Regions from separate parts of the Astyanax mexicanus genome. Here region 1 is linked to region 2. Evidence: chromatin contacts called from public Hi-C data. All regions are on one chromosome and are shown on one strand. Each heading gives the region's core, a stretch centred on a gene start, on an enhancer-like site or on the middle of the called end of the contact. The rest is flanking DNA. Distances are from core to core; before and after follow the strand shown. Region 1 holds the start of plcb3 (phospholipase C, beta 3 (phosphatidylinositol-specific)). Region 2 overlaps plcb3 (phospholipase C, beta 3 (phosphatidylinositol-specific)).

Region 1 (4,020 bases), core at 1,480-3,979, 49 kb before region 2:
CCAGTTGCAACAGAGCCTGCAAAGAAAGTTTAAACATATAAAAATGCATGATACATCAAGCCGAGCCCCCACTGTTCCCGTTCCTGTAATGTGCTTACAATACCACAATGTGTGTGTGTGCATGTGTGTGTTCACTGCATGTATGGGTTAAAGGCGGAGGCGACATTCCATCTGTGTGTCCAACATGCTTGTGGTGAATATGGTTGTCTTGTCCTTTATAGCTAAATAAAACTACTGCCTTTTAAGGGTACCTTTATAAGATAATTATAATTATAGAGACAGAATCATCTGAGAGAATCCTAAATTGCCTAAAGTTAATTCAATCACTGCCACCTTTTACCTCACAGGTTTTATTACTGATGACACTCTCTTGAACCACTTAGCTTGTACCCGTATAAGATTTTCTAACTAGCTCCTGAACACGACAGACTGGCTGTAATTGACTAAGCTATACTCATGCTGTTTTGTGTGTTAATAAACTCAAGTCAACGCTGATGCTGTCCATTCTCCTGGCTCCTTTTTACTAAAGGCAGCATTTCTAAAAGATGATAAATGTAATCTTTTGGTCACCAGAGTTCCTAAACAATAGAAAATTCTAATTTGATTGTGCATATATACGTATGAAAAGTGCATGTAATCACTTAAAATAAATACAGGTTTTTTAACTACCATGATAATTCTGTTGAATTATTGGGTTTAAATGGTCTTATCCTAGCAATATCCACTCTATTAGCACATCTTTAGAACATGAGGAAGAAGGAAATGGTAGGCGAGTCTAGTGTCAAGACATAATCACTAATAATGACATATAGTGCCATATAAGTCTCAGCAACTAACACCTTTTTAACAGCCTTCACACCACAAAGTCATCTGATTACATCTAATCTGGTTTTGAGGTTTTGAGATTTTGTATCCTCAGAGAGTGGAAAAAAGATGTAGGGTTTTTTTTGGCAAACTATGTCTAGTAATACTAGAAAAAACTACAATAGATTTTAGTGGTTTGTAACATAAAATACTAAACTAAAACAGACTCTATCCCTATCAGCAATATTTGCTGTTGATTCTATATATTCTATACACATTATCATCACTACACTCTTTTAGATTGTACTGTGTCAGTACTGCACTGCCCTGTCTGTTAAATTGTCTCATGTTTGCTGTATTTATTGCATGTAGTCTATATTGTAGTGTTGGTTTCACGTCATTTTTAATGCACTATGTTCTTGTGTTCTTGTACTGAAATGACAATAAAAGCCTCTTGACTTGACTCTTGATATGAATGTTAATTGTTCTGTTTACAATATGTACACATGTTAGATTTAAATTGATTTTAAGTTAAATCTGTGGCCACTTTTCAATCTGTTCCCTTCAGAGCTCCGCCATGTAAAGCTGAACACGCCTCTACACGGAGAGGAGGAGTGACAACGTACAGAAGACAGGGAAGAGAGAAAAGGAGGAGGACAAAAACGACAAGCACTCCCCCGTCTGTTCAGTTTTTCTCCCTCACTTCCTTACCTCCCCCGTCCTTGTCGTCCCTGCCCTCCTGTCTCTCTCTCTCTCTTGTTTATTTCGAGAAAACATGAAGGAAAAGGACGAGCTATTTCCAGCGGGGACGGCGCGAGTCAACTCTAGTGAAAGTTTCCTTCCCCGGAGCATTTATTGTTTCAAAGCAAAGGAAGGAGAGGGGGGCATTATTAACAGGCGGGTGGGTGTATAGATAGAGAGATAGAGAGATAGATGGATGGAGGTGGAGGGCGGGAAGGAAAAGATCCATTCAACAACTCGGACATACGATAAGAGACTGGTGTCTGGACTGTCTTAACTAAATGTGAATAAACAGTGCAGTGGAGAGAAAGAAGTCATAACAGAAGTATTTATTAGCTTATATGTGTGACCTGTGAGGGTTAAAGAAGTTGACACAGTTATTATATTTTCCCTCTCTCTTTATTTCTCTGTTTATTTCTTCAACTTGTCAAATTTGTAACAATTTAGGTTAAAAAATCGCCCAGACCCAGCTGGCACACAACCGACCTTTACCGTTAAAATGTGTTAGAAATATGGTTGAAGTAATGCCTGTCGTTTCAACCTTGAAACAACGTCCTGTCTGTTGAAACAACGTTGAAACAGCACTGTTAAATGGCTGTGCAAACCATTGAAAGCGTTGAATCAACATAATATCCTCAACCTTCTGCCTTTTGAATTAGCATTGTACATTTAATCAGCATACAATTAAAAAAACGGTTGGATATAAGGATAAGTGGTTTTATTTTCATATGCAGCAACTGCTTTTTAATTTAGCACTAATTCTTCCCTATACCTGGGGGGGGGGGGGGGGGGGGTATAATCTATTTCTTTTACTGTTTAACATTTCAAAATCAACCCCAAATCCAACCTTGATCCAACCATAACATCAAGGTTGATTCAACATTGATTCAACGTTGAAATGCCAGCTGGATATCGTTAACACTCTGTAAACCGTAGGAATTTTAAGTTTTAGTGGGCTATGGATTATTAAAGGTTGAACGTACGACGTTGAAACAACGTTGCCATATCAAACTTCACTTTTCAAAATCAACACAAAATCCATCGTTGATTCAAAGTTGTCAGTCAGGTTCCTCCTATTCCTCTCTCTCTCTCTCTCTCTCTCTCTCTCTCTCTCTCTCTCACACACACACACACACACACACACACACACACTCCCTCTCTCTCTCTCTCTTTCTCCCTCCCTCTCTTTCTTTTTACTCACTGAGTCTCAGTAAGGAGCTGCTGCTGCTGAGCTCTTCCGAGCTGAATCTGAGCTGAACCAGGCTCCGGTCAGGTCGCCTCAGCCACCCCGCTACTGGAGCAACCATGGCCGGGGCCAAGCCGGGAGTACACGCGCTACAGCTCAAGCCCGTGGTCGTCCACGAAGTGCTCAAAAGGGGAAGCAAGTTCATCAAATGGGACGAGGTAAGCTCCCTAACGCCAAGTTAAGTAACTACATTAGCTAGCTAACGCTGAAACCTGCCCATTTTCCCACTGTGTGCCATGTTACAGGCTCTGTTGCCTGGTCATGTCTGTAAGAGCTAACTTACAGTGAGTGTGCGGCTAGTCAGGTTAAGTAGCTGTAAATTAGCTAACTTATCCTGGCTGTTGTTGTGGCTGAGGCGGTGCGGAGAAGTGGAAAAGCTCGGGGTAAAAAAAAACGGCTGACACCCGTCTTTCTGCTGCTGTCTTTCCGAGCCAAGGCGCATAAGTTACATTCTTGTCGAACAAGTTTTCTCCACAGCCAGGTTTTTACAGCGTTCACCGCCTAGCTAACCTAACTTGTTCACTAACCTACCGAGGCACTAAAAACAAAGTTTTCGTGGTTTATATTCGTGTTTACGCTGCTTGTTGTTTGTATTAGCTGGCTACTTGTAACTTTACGGAAAATAAATACTTTTTATTGAACAAATATTGTTTTCGGTCGACAGTTAGATACATCTAGCTACTTCTGAAGCCGTCAGAAGTACTTAACTAAAGGTTTACACTTGTTGATGCTAACTATAGCTGGTGTCTGTGGAGATACTTCTGAGAGAAAAAAATCTGAACTTCGCTATTTTGGTTGGGTTGTTTTTGGAATTTGCAGTCCCTGCTCATGACGTTACGTTAACGTTAGCTGCCTCTTTACTTGTTCACTTGGTTGTAGTAAAAGCTAACTGACGCTAAACTTGACAAGAAATTGACTAAAAAAAGTTTTCCACAGTTTTTAGTTGTTCTACTTCAGTCCTAGGGTTGGGAGATATGGTAAAAAAATATGTTATCTCGATATTTAAAATGATATTATTTTGGTAGCACACTGATAAGTATTTTTTTCAATGTTAACATTTATTTCTGACATGAATACAGTTATTTCTCTTCACTTTAAAGAGCCACTAATGCTGTCCATACACTACACAACTTTGAAAAGACTCTGAAAAAACTTAACAGACTAAAGCCTGACACCCTCTCACATCTAAAGACCAGTCTCAGACTTTTTAGTCACAGACTAAGATTTAG
Region 2 (4,144 bases), core at 192-2,691:
TGTCATACTTCTTCATCACTTGATTATACAGCGAATGATGAAACACTTGCACTTTCAGTGGAAGTCAGTGTGTACATACTGTATATTTATACAGCAAATGATTTTCAAACACACACATTCAGTGGAAGTCAGTGAATACGTACAGCTCTGGAAAAAAATCTGAATCAGTTTTTTATAGGTGAGTAAAATAACTATTGTTGTTTTATTCTATAAACTACGAACAACATTTCTCCTAAATTCCAAATAAAAATATTGTCATTTAGAGCATTTATTTGCAGAAAATGCGAAATGAGAAAGCAAGTTCATTTTAGAAATCAGTATTTGGTGGAATAACTCTTTTTTTTAACGTTTTTAATCACAGTTTTCATGCATCTTGACATGTTCTCCTTCACCAGTCTTACACACTGCTTTTGGATAACTTTATGCCACTCCTGGTGCAAAAATTCAAGCAGTTCAGCTTGGTTTGATGGCTTGTGATCATCCATCTTGCTCTTGATTATATTCCAGAGGTTTTCAATTTTGATAATTGAAAGAAACTCATAATTTGTAAGTGGTCTCTTTAATCATGCCAGCTGTTCTGACACAACTCAAGAAGGAATGGCAATTAACAATTTTCTCAAAGTTTAAAACAGCAAAAATAAAGATATTACACTTTAAAAAATATGAGCACCCACTCATGCATTTAGGAGTTATATCACTGTCCTACTGAATTTATAACATTGAGGGGACAAAATGCTATATATTGCATACATTGTCTTTTTGAGAAATGGTCCGATTTGGTGTATTATTTCATATGTTTATATTATATTTACATTTAAATTTTAGCTTGATTGCCAGCCCTTATACGTATGCTAAACAGTGTGTTTAACATAAGATTTGTTATTTTTATTAATGAGCAATAAAAACTGTCACAATCAACACAAATAAATGTGAATAAAAGAATTACATTGACACGTTCCTTAAAAGAGCTGAACAATTATGTACAATTCTCATTTATTGCTGCACAGACTGATAGGCCGACACGGTTCTACTTATTAGTTATCAGCATGACTACTCGACCTCAATCTTTATCATTTATCTGAACCCGTTCATCACTCTACAGAGCAGATATTAATGCTCAGCTCATTAAAAAATCATCTCTGTAACTGGAGAACGTAGTAAAAGCTATTTATAGACGTCTCACTTCCATTGAGCTGAAAGACGCAGCACAGGGACTCAACACTGCTGTTCAGGTGGAGTGTGCTGTGCTCTCTCTCTCTCTCTCTCTCTGTGTACTATGACCTTATAAAAGTTTATTGCTGGCTGCTTTTTGATAGTGTGGCTGTGTTTGTAAGATCAGATCTCTATGGTTGAACCATAAAGCTACAGAAGAGGGCAGAGCTCTGCAGAGGAACAGTCACACGCTGTACTTTAACAGACTGCTGGAGGTGCAGGGTGGGGCGCTGCACCCGGGGATTAATCACAATTAGCTGGATGAAATTAAACTGTGACTGGTGGGTGGAGAGGGTTTCCGAATGAGCTGCAGAAATCCAGACACTGTGAAGAACATACAAAAAGGGGGAGAACTGAGATCAGACCTATGTTTGGTTATCCAAAAAACATCTCATCTAATAAACCTAAAAGAAGGTATAAAAGCAGTTTTGAATAGTGCTAAGCTACTTTAATAAGAGTTGTTTGCCTATATTAGGGCAAAATACTGTAATACTATGGACAAAAGTATTGACACACCTGCTCATTCAATAGTTCTTCCAAAATAAAGTGATTAGATAGATTTGATTTTACTTTATATCAATATTATCTCAAGAAACTGATACAATAAAAAAATAAATTACCGTATTATAAGGCACACGATCAGTAAACGTCTATTTTCTGGTCTATTTTTATACATAAGGCGAATTTTAAGAGACACTACAAGTAACTTCTAATTCAGCAGGGTGGTGGTGGGTAGCTAAATAAGTAAAGCTAAGCTAAGTAAACATATCTGTAATTAAAAAGACTTTCTATTAAAGTCAAACGAGCACTGGATGTTAATCTACGCATATTTCTCTCCTAAAAATGGTTATTTTGGTGAGTAAAGCACTTCAGTTTATTTACAGTAAGCTCAGATTCCCAAATTTCTCCAGCACTAAGGCTGGAGCATTAGCATTAGCGGCTAACTGCTAGCCATGGATGTTGAATGACCAGCACTTCACCCCACCTCATCCCCAACTCACCAACTTGTCCCTAAAGTATTGGATTCGACCTTACCATCAGTCCAGATAACACAGTTCCACTTGTCCCCAGCTCAGTGCTGGTGGGCTTTATATCATCCAGAACATGTTTTACATTAGACATGTTGTCAATATGTTTGTGTTTATTTATTTGCAGTTCTTCTCTACAGGGATTTGAGATGATTTAGGTGTTTGTTTGTGTGTGTGTGTGTGTTTTAACCAGACTTTCACACTTTACCAGAATTACCAGACTGAGGGGCTAGGTTGTAACATTTGCAGTTACTCCACTATGTATTAATGTGTGTGCACGTGTGTGTGTGTGTGTGTGTGTAGGCCCTAACAGTGCGAGAATTGCTGGGCTTTGGGAAAGGTGAGGGGAATGTGGAGGGCAAGCTGGTGACGGTTGTCCATGGCAACGACCTGGTCAACATCTCCTTCCTCAACTTCCAGGCTATGCAGGAGGACATTGCCAAGGTAATAACATCAATCTGCCACCTACACCAAGACTCTGTGTTCCTGTGTCTCGCTTACCCATGCCCAGTCTGTCTGTCTCTCTCTCTCTCTCTCTCTCTCTCTTTCTTTCTTTCTTTCTTTCTATCTCTTTCCTTCTTACATAGGGTCATCTTTTCTCAATGGGCCTTCTCTTTTTATTTTATTTTTTCTTTGTGGGGATTTCCTTAATGGGATTTCCTCAATGGGATTTCCTCGTTCTCTTGTCTCTCTCTCTCTCTCTCTCTCTCGTCCTCCTCTTTGAAGCTGACCCAGACTGCACTGGTTTACTGTGCTGACTCATATTGTGTGTTTCTGTGTGTGTCTGCATGACTGTATCTCCAGGTGTGGACCGAGGAGCTGTTTAAACTTGCTACAAACATACTCTCCCAAAACAGCTCACGCAATACCTTCTTACTCAAAGCGTGAGTATTTGTGTGTGTCTCTGTATGTATATATGTATGTGTATGTGTGTGTCTCTCTGGACGTGTGTGTGTGTGTTTGTGTGTCTCTCTCTCTACGTTTCTGTCTCTGTATGTGTGTGTGTGTGTGTGTGTGTGTCTCTGTATGTGTGTGTATTTGTATGTGTGTGTCTCTCTCTGTATGTATGTGTGTGTGTCTCTGTATTTGTATGTGTGTCTCTGTATTTGTGTGTGTGTCTCTGTATGTGTGTGTCTCTGTATGTGTGTGTGTGTGTGTGTGTGTGTGTGTGTGTGTGTCTCTCTGTGTGTGTGTGTCTCTCTGTGTGTGTGTGTATCTCTGTATGTGTGTTTATCTCTGTATATGTGTGTCTCTGTATGTGTGTGTGTGTGTCTCTGTATGTGTGTGTCTCTGTATGTTTGTGTGTGTGTCTCTGTGTGTCTCCCTGTGTTTGTTTGTGAACTAGATTGTGTGTACTTATGGGTAAACATGTCATTATTATGTTTGTTTTAGTCCTCCAATAAAACAACTTTTAATTTAGTAAATTGCAGCCCACAATGTTTTACAATGGGCCGTAAAGTTACAGCACACCTCTGTCTCATACACCCCCCCCCCCCACCCCCCCGTTTTCACTGTCCTTTTTTTTTTTTTTTTTTTAACTCATCCTCTGCTCCATGATCACAGTAAAAGAGTGCTGGACACTGATGAAGACGAGCAGAAACAATTAAATGGAATCAATTCAGTGGTCTGAAGAGGAAATTAAAACACTGTGATGAAAGAAGATGCTCTGATAACAGCCTTTACTGTTCTCATTTAATCAATAACGTTTATTATAGTGCTTATGAAGATTTACTATCTAAAGACAAACTGAGAGAGAGAGTGGCAGCAATTAGAACAGACCCTTCTGATTATTTTATTAATTAAATGACATGCCGGTTATTAAAGTGGACTAAAATGAAATACTGTACAGGATTTTAACTGCTATGGTTGAGTAATCAACGTTTAGTAGATGGAAGTGTTAACCC

Evidence for each region. Hi-C and Micro-C count contacts between places; a contact is called where the count stands out from the background.
Region 1: a Hi-C map of muscle shows a contact between it and region 2, with 20 times the contacts expected there. The contact joins the promoter of plcb3 here to the enhancer-like site in region 2. A contact is called at or near these places in 2 of 3 Hi-C or Micro-C datasets (both in muscle).

Annotation. Positions count from the first base shown.
Region 1 is chr8:20,028,793-20,032,812 of AstMex3_surface, reverse strand. plcb3 (phospholipase C, beta 3 (phosphatidylinositol-specific)) reads left to right here and starts at 2,729. Exons shown (of 34, transcript XM_007242041.4): 1 at 2,729-2,949. The coding sequence starts at 2,851.
Region 2 is chr8:19,978,263-19,982,406 of AstMex3_surface, reverse strand. plcb3 (phospholipase C, beta 3 (phosphatidylinositol-specific)) reads left to right here. Exons shown (of 34, transcript XM_007242041.4): 4 at 2,544-2,684; 5 at 3,045-3,124. Among protein-coding and RNA genes, the nearest start is that of plcb3, 50 kb to the left of the region's middle. Within about 2 kb of position 1,441, the one cell type or tissue checked has an H3K27ac peak away from gene starts, as active enhancers do.